Regions from separate parts of the Sus scrofa genome. Here region 1 is linked to region 2. A link is a contact called in public HiChIP or PLAC-seq data. All regions are on one chromosome and are shown on one strand. The core of a region is the stretch at or near the end of the contact, and the rest is flanking DNA. Distances in the headings are between cores, read along the strand shown. Region 1 overlaps THADA (thyroid adenoma-associated protein). Region 2 overlaps THADA (thyroid adenoma-associated protein).

What was found. HiChIP or PLAC-seq counts read pairs in DNA pulled down with a chosen protein or histone mark.
Region 1: an H3K27ac HiChIP or PLAC-seq map of skeletal muscle shows a contact between it and region 2. The contact joins two enhancer-like sites. A contact is called at or near these places in 1 of 47 Hi-C or Micro-C datasets (fibroblasts) and 1 of 2 datasets of contacts at active chromatin or transcription factors (skeletal muscle).

Annotation. Positions count from the first base shown.
Region 1 is chr3:97,175,705-97,182,252 of Sscrofa11.1, reverse strand. All of the region lies in intron 38 of THADA (thyroid adenoma-associated protein), which reads right to left. Among named protein-coding and RNA genes, the nearest start is that of ZFP36L2, 21 kb to the left of the region's middle. Within about 2 kb of position 3,297, at least 31 of the 83 cell types and tissues checked have an H3K27ac peak or open chromatin away from gene starts, as enhancers often do. A contact at or near this core is called in skeletal muscle, where this site is marked.
Region 2 is chr3:97,012,846-97,019,466 of Sscrofa11.1, reverse strand. It overlaps THADA (thyroid adenoma-associated protein), which reads right to left. Exons shown (of 40, transcript XM_021088406.1): 29 at 5,854-5,943; 30 at 3,993-4,124. Among named protein-coding and RNA genes, the nearest start is that of THADA, 140 kb to the right of the region's middle. Within about 2 kb of position 3,511, at least 31 of the 83 cell types and tissues checked have an H3K27ac peak or open chromatin away from gene starts, as enhancers often do. A contact at or near this core is called in skeletal muscle, where this site is marked.

The sequences.
Region 1 (6,548 bases), core at 2,048-4,547, 160 kb before region 2:
TTTTTGACCTTGAGGATGTTTTGATCTCGCCATGAATGTTGCTGGTGAAAACAATCAACATAAAACTAGACTGACGATGGCTGAATAGCACATGATAAAATTTATGACAACTGGCCAAAGATGTCTTTTTGTGACACTGAAAACTGCAAATAATAACAATAACAACTGGAGGGGAAATGTGACCTGGTGGAAATAAATATCCAAACACAAACAAATAAACGCAACCCCTGGAGTTCTTCTGTGGCACTGTGGGTTAAGGATCTGGCGTTGTCACTCCAGCGGCCCCCAAACCCCTTCCAAACCAAAACTGACAAAATCTAAAACCAGCTATGGTAAAACTCGTATTGAGTAAAATTATTGACCAAAAAGTAAATCTTCATTGTTAAGTTTATAGGTAAAAGAATTAAAACTTAAGAAAATAAGGCAGAACATTAGAAAATTTTAACTTTTCTATGTGGAAAATGGATGAAGGAATTAAATTGGTCTGATAGAGTTACGGTGAAAAATAATTTATTGGTTTTTTTTTTGTCTTTTGCCTTTTTTTTTTTTTTTTTTGTCTTTTTGCCTTTTCTTGAGCCGCTCCCGTGGCATATGGAGGTTCCCAGGCTAGGGGTCGAATCGGAGCTGTAGCTGCCGGCCTATGCCACAGCCACAGCAACGGCAGATCCGAGCCGCGTCTGCGACCTACACCACAGCTCATGGCAACGCTGGATCCTTAACCTGCTGATTGAGGCCATGGATGGAATCCGCAACCTCATGGTTCCTAGTTGGATTCGTTTCTGCTGCGCCAAGACAGGAACTCCAGAAAATAATTTCTTGATGAAAACTGATCAATGTTAGTATAATTCAGATTAAAAATCTGTATTTACATGAGTTGCCATGTCCTCCAGGTCAAAATGGTGAGGCCAAAATACACTGAACTCGTTTTGAGATTTCTGTGGGCTTGAAGGGACAGAAAGGAAGCGAGTCTCCTCTAAATTTCGTCCTCAGAGTTCCTTTCTTGTCCCTGGCATCCCGCCTCTGGTCCTCACCTCTGTATCCACAGTCACCTGTCCTGACAACTGCACCTGTCCACCCCCGCTCTGAGGTTCACCCTCACACGTCCTCCTTTGGAACAAGGGCAACCTTCCAACCTGCCTCCTTGCTTCCAGTCTTGTCTTCATTGTCTCCAAGCCATCCCTCCTCTACCCTGTGGTCCGGGCAATCTTTCTAACCCTTTGTTTTAAAGGTCTCCAGTGAGAGTTCCCTGGTGGTCTAGTGCTTGGGATTTAGCACGTTCGCTGCTATGGCTCAGGTTCAATCCCTGGTCTGAGAACCGAGATCCCACATCAAGTACCGCACGCTGCTGAGGCCAAAAAAAAAAAGCTTTTCAGTGGCTCCTTGAAGCCAGAGTGTCTTAACTCCTTAGCAGAAGGGTTCATTCTGCCTGGCTCCCCTGCCCCCATAGTTACGGGAATAAGTAAGTTCCTGGCCCTCCTTTTTCATGCCCCATCACGAGTGCATGGGCCATACCAGCCATGCAGGTATTAGCTTCCCATCTTCCTTCACTCCAGGCTGTTGAGTCCCTATCTTACTAAGTTCTTGCCTTGCCTGAGTCCAGCCTTTTCAGTACCTCTTTGGTGACTTCTTCATTTCCAGAAAGACTCCTGCTTCCTCTGGCTTATTCCTTCAGTTTCTCTCTAGATCTAGCAGGATGAGGTCAATGTGTCTTAGAGGGTGAGGAAGGGGTGGTCCACCCCTGTTATTCCTCGTCAGAGCAGACCTAGGAGACTCCGTCAAGAAAGGACCGCCAGTTTCTCAAAGTTAAACACAGAACTGCCATATAATCCAGCAACTCTAGCCCTAGGTATACATCTAGAAGAACTGAAAATAAGTACTCAAACAACCGCTTGTGCATGAATGTTCACAGCAGCGTTATTCACAGTAGCCAAAAGGCGGAAACAACCCAAGTATCCATCACTGGATGAAGGATAAACAAAATATGGTACATCCATACTACACATTATTACTTGAGCATAAAAATAAATGAAGCACTGCTACATGCTACAATATGGATGACGCTTATAAACACTCTGCCTAGTGAAAAGAGCCAGGCAGGAAGGGTCATACATTATATGATTCCATTTCTATGAAATAGCCAACATAGAGAAATTCAGAGACTCAGAAAGCAGATTGGTGGCTGCAAGGGACTAGGAAGGGAGGGGAGAATAGGGAGTGACTGCTTCATGGATACGGGATTTTTTTGGAGGGTGATGAAAATATTCTGGACCTACAGGGTGGTGATGGTTGCACAATATTATGAATTACCAAATGCCACCGTGTGGTATACTTTAAAATGGTTAATTGCATGTTACGTGAATTTCACCTTAATAAAAAAAAAATACAGAAAGAAAAGATCTCCTTGGGGACGGAGCCAGAGGGTGTGCCAAGAATAGAGGATGGTGGGAAATTCAATTTTATACCCTTGTGTCTTTAAATTAAAGGGGGTGGGGTTAAGAAAAGGGCTCCTCAGTGAGTATTGCTCCCCCGGACACATGTCCCAAAGACTAGCCCTGAGCAGGGGTGGGAGGGGTGGACAGATGGAGGGGTACATAGGGCTCGAAAGAGGCGAAGAGGGGCCAGCCCTCCCTCCCTGCTGCTGGTTGGCTCACCCAAGGACAGAGGTTTAGACTCAGAGGGCTGGAAAGGGGGCAGGCAGAGGAGGGTGGTCTGAACAGCCACTGCGGAGGGAACCCTTGTTTTCCTACACCTCATCACGTTTGCTAAGAAAGCAAGACATTTTATGTCTAGAAGCACCTGCAAGGTAAGACTCATATGTAAGTGGATCCTGTGAAATAGACTTTTATGCAGAGAGCAGAGATCGGATCACAAAGCCATAAGGAGAAATCTCTTTACCCGAATTACACAGACCCACTCGTCTGGTTTCCATTTCATTGCCTGAGTCTGTTTTATAGTTGTGCTTTTTCATGAAAGCTTTTAAGGGAGGCTATTCCCTGATGTCATGCAAAAAAAATGTCTGAATACAATTACATTACGGAGCAGCACTCTTGGAAGAGAACACAGACACGAAGCTCGCTGGTGTCCTGTTTCCTTCCCCTTAAAAGCTATTTGTCTGTTCTCTAAAAACAGAAGCCCCCAAACCCGAATCCCAGGACCCTCTATCTGTCACAATGCCCAGCAGCACTGATTTGGGAAATGCACGCAGAACTGGGGACCCCCGGGGAGGTGGGAAGGCTGTCAGGGAGCCGTGTTCAGCTCTGGTGACCAGCACACAGTCCTGAGCCACCTTGTCTCAGGTCACACATTTTACAATCAAGGGGAGGGAACAGAGCCCCCTGCTATGGGCTCTCTCAGGAATCGCCTATAAAACCTCCTCTCATTTCCTCCCTATCCTCATGCTTTATTCAGACGCGCCCCAAGGCTCGGGGAATGGGTTTCCTTAAAAGCTACTAGGAAAAGTGCTCTTAATCCAAATCTGCTCTACTGTGAGCACACTCTCCATGTTTTTCATCCTTTCCCTAGCTTTCTGGTCCTGGCAGAAGCTGCCATACTCCTCCCTTTCCAGTAGAGGCTGTTCCTTCTTTGCTTCATCTCTGACTCAGGCCGATCAGCAAACGCCTTCTACCTCTACACGATCCCCTCGCCTTCCCACTCAACCATCTCTTTGAAGTCCCTACTATGAAAATTCAGAGACTCTGAAAGCAGATTGGTGGCTGCAAGGGACTGGAAAGGGAGGGGAGACTAGGGAGTGGCTGCTTCATGGATACGGGATTTTTTTGGAGGGTGATGAAAATATTCTGGACCTACAGGGTGGTGCCTCCTAACTGAACCGCTGTATAAACTGTCCCAACCTTCTCCCTGTCCCTATATCTTTACTCCCTTAACCACTCATTCTTCCAGATAATCTTGTTTTCTACAAAAGACATTCAGCATAAGCTCAAACTTCTGTCCTCCCCCACTTGAAAACGTCTCTAATGATTCTTTTGAAACATTAGCTTGAAAGCAGAGCAGGGTCTGGGAAACGCAGTGTTAGGACAGGAGAGAGAGCCTGGAGAGGGAGGAGGAGAGCCTGCAGACATATGGGAGAAAAGGGCGCCGTGGCTGGAGGAAGGTCCTGGGGATGGAATGAGCTGCTGCACAAAGGATTCATGGACATGAAGGAGCATTTTTTTGCTGAGTTTGAAGGGGGCCGGATAAGAAGATTGATGACTGTTACAGAGTGGCCTCCTCCTTACTTTTAAACTCCTTGAAGCTGGCTTCTGACCTTCCCACTACTGGACCTTCTCTCTCAACTCTCACTTAGGACATTTCCTCCATCCTTATTCTCTTTGACCAGATCTTTTGATGGTGAGCGGCATGGCTGACCAACTCTGTCCTTGCTCATTTTTCCTTAGGTGAGTTCATGACAATGGAACCTCTTGGTCTTCTTGATGGGGCTTGGTTACTTCCTTGGCTAGCTCCTCTCCCAAACTATTACCAGAGTCTTCTACAAATGCTCCCTTACCTTTAATTTCTCTCTCTCCCCACCCCTAATCCATCCATTTATCTCCCTCTTTCAATATATAGTTACTGATCCCCTACCATGTGCCAAGCACATGGCAGCTATTAAACTGTAGCTGAATTAATCTTAATGTATAGCTCTGATCATGTTACTTATTTGTTCAAAAGTTTTTACTGGTTTTCTGGTGCAAATGATATCCAGATTCACTGCCGTGGCTCTCCCAGTTTCCGTGGACATCTGCTGTTTTTGTGGGCTTAGCTTCCATTTGCCTTCTCTGGATGGCTGTGCCCCAGTCTTCTCCTGGAGAATCAGCCCTTCCACAATTTTGGCCCATGTGGTTTGGGTGTGGTTATCCTGCCCCCCGCCCCAAGCATGAGCACCTACCCCAGGTCTAAGCCACTCAGGGCATCATCATCATCCTTGCCTCAGAGATTAGTTCCGGGATGGGCCTGGAACCCAACTACAGTCATTAAAAAAAGCCTTTAAAAGAGATTTGAGTGACACAGGCCTCGAATAAACCAAGATGCAAAGGCTAGAGCAGCTGCTGCATCTTAGAACTTCCAGGGGAGTGAGAGCTTATCTGAAAACAGAACCAACCTAAGGACAGAGGAAGAACATGGCAAGAAACCAGGTCCTTGGGACACTGTCTGAGCCCTTGCATCATGCCACATCTGAAGCCAGCCCTGACCCCAGAACTCTCAGTCATGGGAGCCAATATGCTCCCTCCACCCAGTGCTGGAGCAGGTTGGATCAGAGAAAGAGTCTTGCTTGATCCAAAGCTCCTCTGCTGCATCCCAGCTTCCTTTCACCTCATCCTCTGTGCGTATGAAGACTTGCCTACTAATTTATTCCTTTCCTGCACATGCCTCACACCTGGCCAACCCTGTCTTTCTGGAATGCTCCCCATCGTTGCCGTCTTCTCTCACTCAAATTATATCTAACCTTTAAGCTTCAGTTCTAATGAGCTGTCCTCCAAGAAGCCATTCGTCTCCCATTTCCCCCAATAACAAATGTTTGTTGAATAAATGATGAACTGAACAAACAATGACACAGAGAAACAGGGTCCAAGGAGCGGGTTCACCAAATTGTTGTACAGCCCTGGGTTCCAGCAACCCTCTTCATCACCCATCTTCTCACTAAATCCCTGCTTCCTATCCTCTTTGGCCATCATTTCCCAAAAAGTTTCCCTTGAGATGCTGGGAATGTTGACAGATACTTTTTTGGGTACATAACATATATGCTTTATGCATATAAGTGATAACATACTCTAAGATTCTCTTCCCTTACAAGTTGTTACAAAATATTAAGTAGAGGTCCCTCTGCTATACAGTAGGTGCTAGTGGATTATCTATTTTAACGATTTTTATTTTTTTCCATTATAGCTGGTCAATGTTCGTAGATACTTAAAACAGAAAACTCTAAACTCCAAAAACCAACCAAAGTGGGGGGGGGAATCTATTAAATAAGTCTGGAAAATGCTGGATTAAACAAATGCTTTTGTTTTTAATGCACGAAGGTGGGGATGGAGGCAGGCTACACTCTCCAATTTACTCATAAAACAGGTACCAGTACAGAGGGAAGTGCCACATTCTTCCCTGCAGACACGCTTTGGTTTAAGGTAGTGCGGGTTATTTTATATACAAATATAAATATCCTACCCTTTGTTCAAGGTGCCTATTTGCTCTGCACAGCGACTATTCTGAACACAGAAAACTGTTCATTGTTAAACATGGCATGTAAGTGGTTTTGCTTTCTGGCAAATCTCCAAACCATAATTATTAAGGGACTCCGAGCTGCTGAGGAATTCTTGGGTTACAGAGGCTTTGATCTGCCCCTGCCTTCTCTCCCCGACATGAATTTCCACGGGTGTGGCTGATTTTCATTGTTTCCCCAGAGGTGGGGCGGCTTCGAAGGTGAGGACGTGAACAGCCCTGCAAGGTGAGCAGGGTAACCGTGGCGCCCAGGCCCCGCACGGCTGTAACCAAGGGGACCGACCAGCTCTGTCCAAGTATCAGAGTCGGAATGCTGTGGCCTCGAATCTTCCGCT
Region 2 (6,621 bases), core at 2,262-4,761:
AATTGAAAGCATCCCCTGTGCATGGTAAAGGGTCATGTGTCTGGATACAGCATGGCATCAGGCACATAAAACACACTGGATTGTTAAGAACCCTGTAAACAAAATGTTGGGATTAACATTATCACTTCTGTTCCAAGATGATGCAACAAATCATAGCTGCACACATGCCTAACTTTGGAAAATCAAATCAGAAACTGTAAGAGTTAAGGCAACAAAAAAGGCAACAGATATGAGCTTACATTGCCAAATGTGGAATAAGGGACAAAACACAACTAACACTTACTTACAAATACCTCACAGAGAGCAACGAAATGGCAGGTAAGTACATGTAAATCAAAGGGAAAGAAAAAGCTGTCTTTAGGGCTTTTAATCATCTCCTCATTGTACAACTGATTCGCTTTATTTATTTTTTTAATTTAATTTTTTATTACTCAAATGAATTTATCACATCTGTAGTTGTACCACGATCCTAACAATCTGATTTCACAGGATTTCCATCCCACAGCCCAAGCACATCCCCCCACCCCAACTGATTCACTTTAGCACAGTCAGAGTAACCTTTGTGCTACTCCCACTAGCTGAAAAATTTCTCTTGAGCTAACCTCAGAGTATCCAAGAGCCTGATTAGAGGTCTTCCCGCTACATAAATTAACATTAGCAATACCATAAAAATACAACACTGCCCATTCCAGTTGTGCATACATCCATCTTTTCAGCTATTATCCCAAGCCCAAACAGCCCAAACTTTACCGCAACTAGAACCACAAACACTGTTTGGAATGACAGGTTTTATCATCAATCTTTCACTTTCTTCACAGATAATTTTCTCAGAAGTAATTTAAATGTGTACTAGTTTTACCAAATTCACTATTTTTAAAAAGATCTGTTTACAGTTCATCTCCTTGGTGTGATTGGGAACATTTTTAGAGTAGCATAAGGCTGCCCCAGCAGTGGGTTGATAAAACCCAAAACTAGTTTTCCTAACTCTAAGTCTAGGATTCTTCCACTTTCTTTTCAAGAAAAAGCCAGCCTTCTCCCACCTCTGGTCACAGACCAACCCCATGCCCCTAAGCAATGACTCCATTGATGCGAGCCTGAGAAAAGGGCTGTATCCAATCAGCCCTCCACTGCTGGAAAAGCAAGGTAAGGAGCTGATTCCACTGTTGGTGGAGCGTGACTTTTGTACCCTGAAGTCAGTCTGCACTATGATCCACTGACTGGATATAGGCTCCTAATCATTCCTAGGTGCATAAATTTCAGGGCCCATGGGCCTACTCAGCATAGTTAAAACTCTTGCCTACACAAAAGGGAGTTGTTTATTTTGGTGTAATGGAAAGAGGACACCCTGGAAGCTCCCGTTGCGGCTTAGTGGTAACCAACTCGACTAGTATCCATGAAGATGTGAGTTTGATCCCTGGCCTCGCTCAGTGGGTTAAGGATCCAGCGTTGCCATGAGCTGTGTGTAGGTCAAAGACGTGGCTTGGATCTGGTGTTGCTGTGGCTGTGGTGTAAGGCTGCCAGCTGTAGCTCCGATTTGACTCCTAGCCTGGGAACTTCCATATGCCACAAGAGCAGCCCTTAAAAACAACAACAACGACACAAAGAGTACTCCCGACACTCTTGATAAGCCCTACAGCTTGGGTTCATATTCCAGCTCTATAACGCACTCATTCCCTGAACCTCAGTTTCCTCAACAGGGATAATTTCCTCTCAGAGTCACTGTAAGCGAATGCCCAGTTCAGTGCCTGGCAAACAGCAGAGGCTCAACAAGGGCTGGTCTACTTCCTACTGACTTCTCTGCTTAGAATACCTTCTTGCTTGTTCTCTGTACTCCTGATCAAAAGCTACTTCTAATAAACTTCCTGAATAGACTAAGCAATGACCAAGTAGGCTCCTACTACTGTAGAGTTTATTAAAATCATCTCTCTGACTAAAAGTTAATATAAATTTTAGCTGTCTCTAGGTAGTAGGATTATGGATGATTTTTATTTTCTTCTTTACAGTTTATTGTATTTCAGCATGTTTAGAAAAAATGCAGTGCTGTAATAATTAGAAAAATAAAAACATATACATTTAAATAAAGTTTTAAAAAAGTAAAAACAAAAACAAAAACAAAACAACTATCATGTGTGTAGTTCTGATAATGTGTACTGTCCCAAATTTAATCTTGCTATTCAAGTTGTGATCTGCATGCCCACAGCATCAGCATGACCTGGAAACTGATGGGAAATGCAGAAATCTCAGGCCCCAGCCCAGTCCTATGGAATCAGAATTTATGAGATCCCCAAATGATATATTTATATCTTAAAGTTTGAGCAGCACTGTCTATAACACATATGGACATTCAATATATCAGAGCCTACTAACACTCTAAGGAACCTCTGTTTCTGCTGGTGGTGGTGCTCTAGGAATCTCTGTCCGGGTAGAAAGCAATCACTGTCTAAGGCATGTTCACTGGAAGGACAGAAGAATTGTACATTTCTTTCTTCGTGTTTTTTGAGCTAAAAAAAAAAAAACCCCACGATGCACCGACTACACCGGCCTTAAGGCAATGTTTAAATCCTCCACGTTAGTGCAATCTTTGTATATGTAACTAGGTGCTCTGAATTAGTAATATGAGCATTCTGATTATATGACAACTAATAACAGTTAGGAAGGACACTGTCAATGTAGTAACTTCTCATTTCTAGGATGCAACACATAACAGACGGATTAGTAATAAGCTTCCACAGACGGAATGTTCTCCACACAGGATGCTGAAGTTCTAATCGTGTCTTTGTTTCTACGGTACATTGTGAGTCTGTACATGTGCCTTCCCCCCTCCTCCATCAACTTGCTGAAATAATTTTTAGTTCTTCCCAGTTATATGTGAAAGTACAATTTTTCAATGCTCCTGAAAGTAAAATTTATGACCCAAATTCCTAAAATGAATCACCCAATGCTGGATAAGGGAGGCTGGTAACTCTGTGTATCAAGAAACAAAAACCAATCTGCGTGAGTCATCTCTGAGATCACAGATAACACCACCACAGCCGGCGCTTGGCGCAAACAAATGGCTACAGCAATCACACACCAGAATCTGTGTTTAATGGTTTCTCACATTAAAATGCATCAGTCAGCTCTGTGAAACCAGGAAGTGGAACCCAGGACACCACATAAATAACAAGTACACTCTCTTGAGTTGGGTCTGCTTCATCCTTCTGCTCTAAGTCTGCTTCAATTTTTGGTAGCTATATAAAAAAGAAGGTGCTGCTGTGTCAAGAGGTATGCAGGAAGGTAAAAGCTAACTAAAGTGTCAGGGCTTCTAAAATATTTCATCAGAAAATTTCAATACTCTCCAGAACCTGTTTAGTGAAGACTGATCCAAAATGAAAAAGGGGATCAGAAGCTGGCAAATACCTCAAAAAAAAAAAAAAAAAGTACAGAGGAAGTGGTAATAGTCTGTAGAAGCAGAAAAACCTCTTATCATTTGATTCCACACGTGAGCTTTACTCGTTGCTTTTTCTCAGGTACCCCAAGCTTGAAAGGGACGATGAGTGGGGACATGAATTCATGCTACATAGCATTGCCACCTAGATGCTACCCCTTGCAGCCACCAGCAAAGTTGTGCAGAGTGAAGAGTCAGGTGTCCTCTTGAACCTCTGGACACAGGCTATCTGCCAGAACTGCCTGCCCCATGCTGGCCAGGCTGGGCACAGGAATAGTGCAAACACCAAGGCTATGTTTATCGAAGGGGGTATCTCCTAACAACACTGCATGGCCATTAGCAGGCAGGGCTCCCAGGAAACACTACTTACGCGGTAGATGTGAGAGCCTAAATCCATGGTGACACCCAACAGCAATAGGCAATAACTCCCAGGCCCCTGCCTTACAAGACCCCTCCCAAAGGTTAAAGGAAAAAAAAATCTATAATTTCGGAAACAAGGAAAGGATTAAATAACCCCATAAAGCCCCCCTGCCCACTCCCATTACCTCCATGAGGCACACAGTACCTCATAATAAAGGGAATAAAAGGTGCCATGCTGAGAGCAGAACAGGTGCCATCCATCGGGGAAGGGTAGAGTCTCCCCAACACCAAAAGTAAGAGAAACATGCTGGGATGACGGTTTAGTTCTCCGGTATCACTGGAAAAAAAAAATGTTGTACATAAAAGGTTTAAAACTTAAGTAGTGAGGCACTGTCTTCAAACACTTTTTTCTCAGCAAATAATTATGTATATCAGGTGAGAGTCTAAGATCAGGGATAATTTTCTTTTTTCATATTTTTCCCTTCATTCACTTCATGTTTTCTTAATGTGCAAATAAGGAAGAAACACTGGCAAAGCTGTGGACTGGACTTTTGCACATGATTCTCTTCTCAAAGCTAATAATTTGATAATTTGAGTCTGCTATTTTGATTTGAGCTGATCAGAGTTGAGAGAAGCCTGTTGCAGAGTGTGAAATGTGAAAATTTCGACACCCAAATGAACTTAAGAAAGCATTATTGGTCATTTACTAGGGCCCGAAAAGCCTGTCTGCACAAATTACTAATGTGAGGAAATGTATTATGAACAAAAGTAAAATTCGTTGATGCGATTTTATTTTCCCATCACAGACAATTGTACAATTTCATGCCAAGTGCAAAAACTGCTAGAAGAATAAAATTGCCCATGTTCTAAGACGTCCATACTAAAAATTCCACTTTCAGCCACAGAACATGATAAAAAGGACAATGGTGAATTTTATCTGCCCGGATCAGACTGGAAAGCCTCTTAATAGCTTATTTTGTATTTCCAGGGTCACTGGCCATCTTCGCTCAAGTAGAACAGTATCATTTCTTTTTTTTTTTTTTGGTCTTTTGTCTTTTTAGGGCCACACCTGTGGCGTATGGAGTTTCCCAGGCTAGGAGTCTAATCGGAGCTGTAGCCACCGGCCTACACCAGAGCCACAGCAACGCGGTATCCGAGCCGCATCTGCAACCTACACCACAGCTCATGGCAACACCGGATCCTTAACTCACTGAGCAAGGCCAGGGATCGAACCCACAACCTCATGGTTCCTAGTCGGATTAGTTTCTGCTGCGCCACGATGGGAACTCCAGAACAGTATCATTTTGGATCATACGTGACCAGATTAGTCAGCTGTAACAGGCCGGTAATAAAAAGATGACAGGGGTGTTTTAAAGCAAACTCATTATATAAACCCAGCAATTTTTAAATCTAGGAGGAAGAAAATGATTCTTAGAAGAAATCACCATGTGCTTCTAAAAAAACCTAACTTTACTTAGAAAATTTTTTTTTATTAAAGTATAGGTGACTTACATAAAACACCAAAAACTTTTTTTAATTAATGATTTTTATTTTTTCCATTATAGTTGGTTTACAGTGTTCTGTCAATTTCTACTGTTTAAAAACAGGATTTTAAAATGTAAAATATAATATTACAACTGCATCAGAAAACATGATGTAATAAGAATCACTTTTTAAAAAATCCAGCTACGTTACAAGAAAGGAACTGATTAAAAACTGTTACCTGTAGGAGTTTCAGTTGTGGCTTAGTGGAAGCAAATTTGACTAGTAACCATGAGGATGCAGGTTTGATCCCTGGCCTTACGTGGTTGGTTAAGGATCCGGCGTTGCCATGGGCCATGGGGTAGGTCACAGACTTGGTTCGGATCCTGCGTTGCTGTGGCTGTGGTTAGGCCAGCAGCTGTAGCTCCCATTTAACCCCTAGCCTGGGAACCTCCATATGCCACAGGTGCAGCCCTAAGAAGACAAAACAAACAAACAAAAAAACCTGTTGCCTGGAGGGAAAAAAACCCTGCAAGTCATTCACATCCTTGACTTCGCCTCACCCCATCATATTCTCTCCTTACCTGTCCACGGTATTGGCTACAGTTTCCAACTGTTTGAGAAGAAAGGGATAGAGCTCCGGGAAACGAGAGAAAAATTCACTCCCTGTCATTCTGTAGAGGGAAAAAAACAAAAAGATTATCATTTATTTCCTTTGCTTTGGTAATTAATAAAGCCTTATTTTTAAAAGAATGATAACTAAGATCATTTGTTTGAATATTTAATGAAATAAAGTTAAGAACAAAACCTACATCTGAAGAATTTAACAACCAGCAGAAACAATACATTTAATTTGGATTTCGGAAATGCTCTTAACAAGTGGAATTTTATCTCAAACCTTAAGATTATATGTGTGTGTATATATATATATATATATATATTTACAACTATTTAATATTAAATTCTGACAGAGAAGAAACACGCAACTTGTGAAAATGCCAAGTTGCCATGATTGATTTGGACAATGAACCTGGTTGACTGAAACTGAGTCAGCATCAGGAGAAGCGCAGAATAAAGTTTCTTGACACTGGCACCAGTAACATTTTGGACCAGATAATCTTTGTAGTGGGGGGCCGTCTGTGCCTGTAGTATGTTTAGCAGCCTCTGTAGCTTCTATTCGCTAGATGCCAGTAACACACAACACCCCCTCCCACCACCAATTGATGATCAAAAGTATCTCTAGACACTACCAATGTACCCTGAGAAGAGAAAAAGGTTCCCAGTTGAGACCCACTGTTCGGGAGGATGATGACCAGAAGAAGACTTGGTGTGTGAGATTCTGGGGCTCCAAT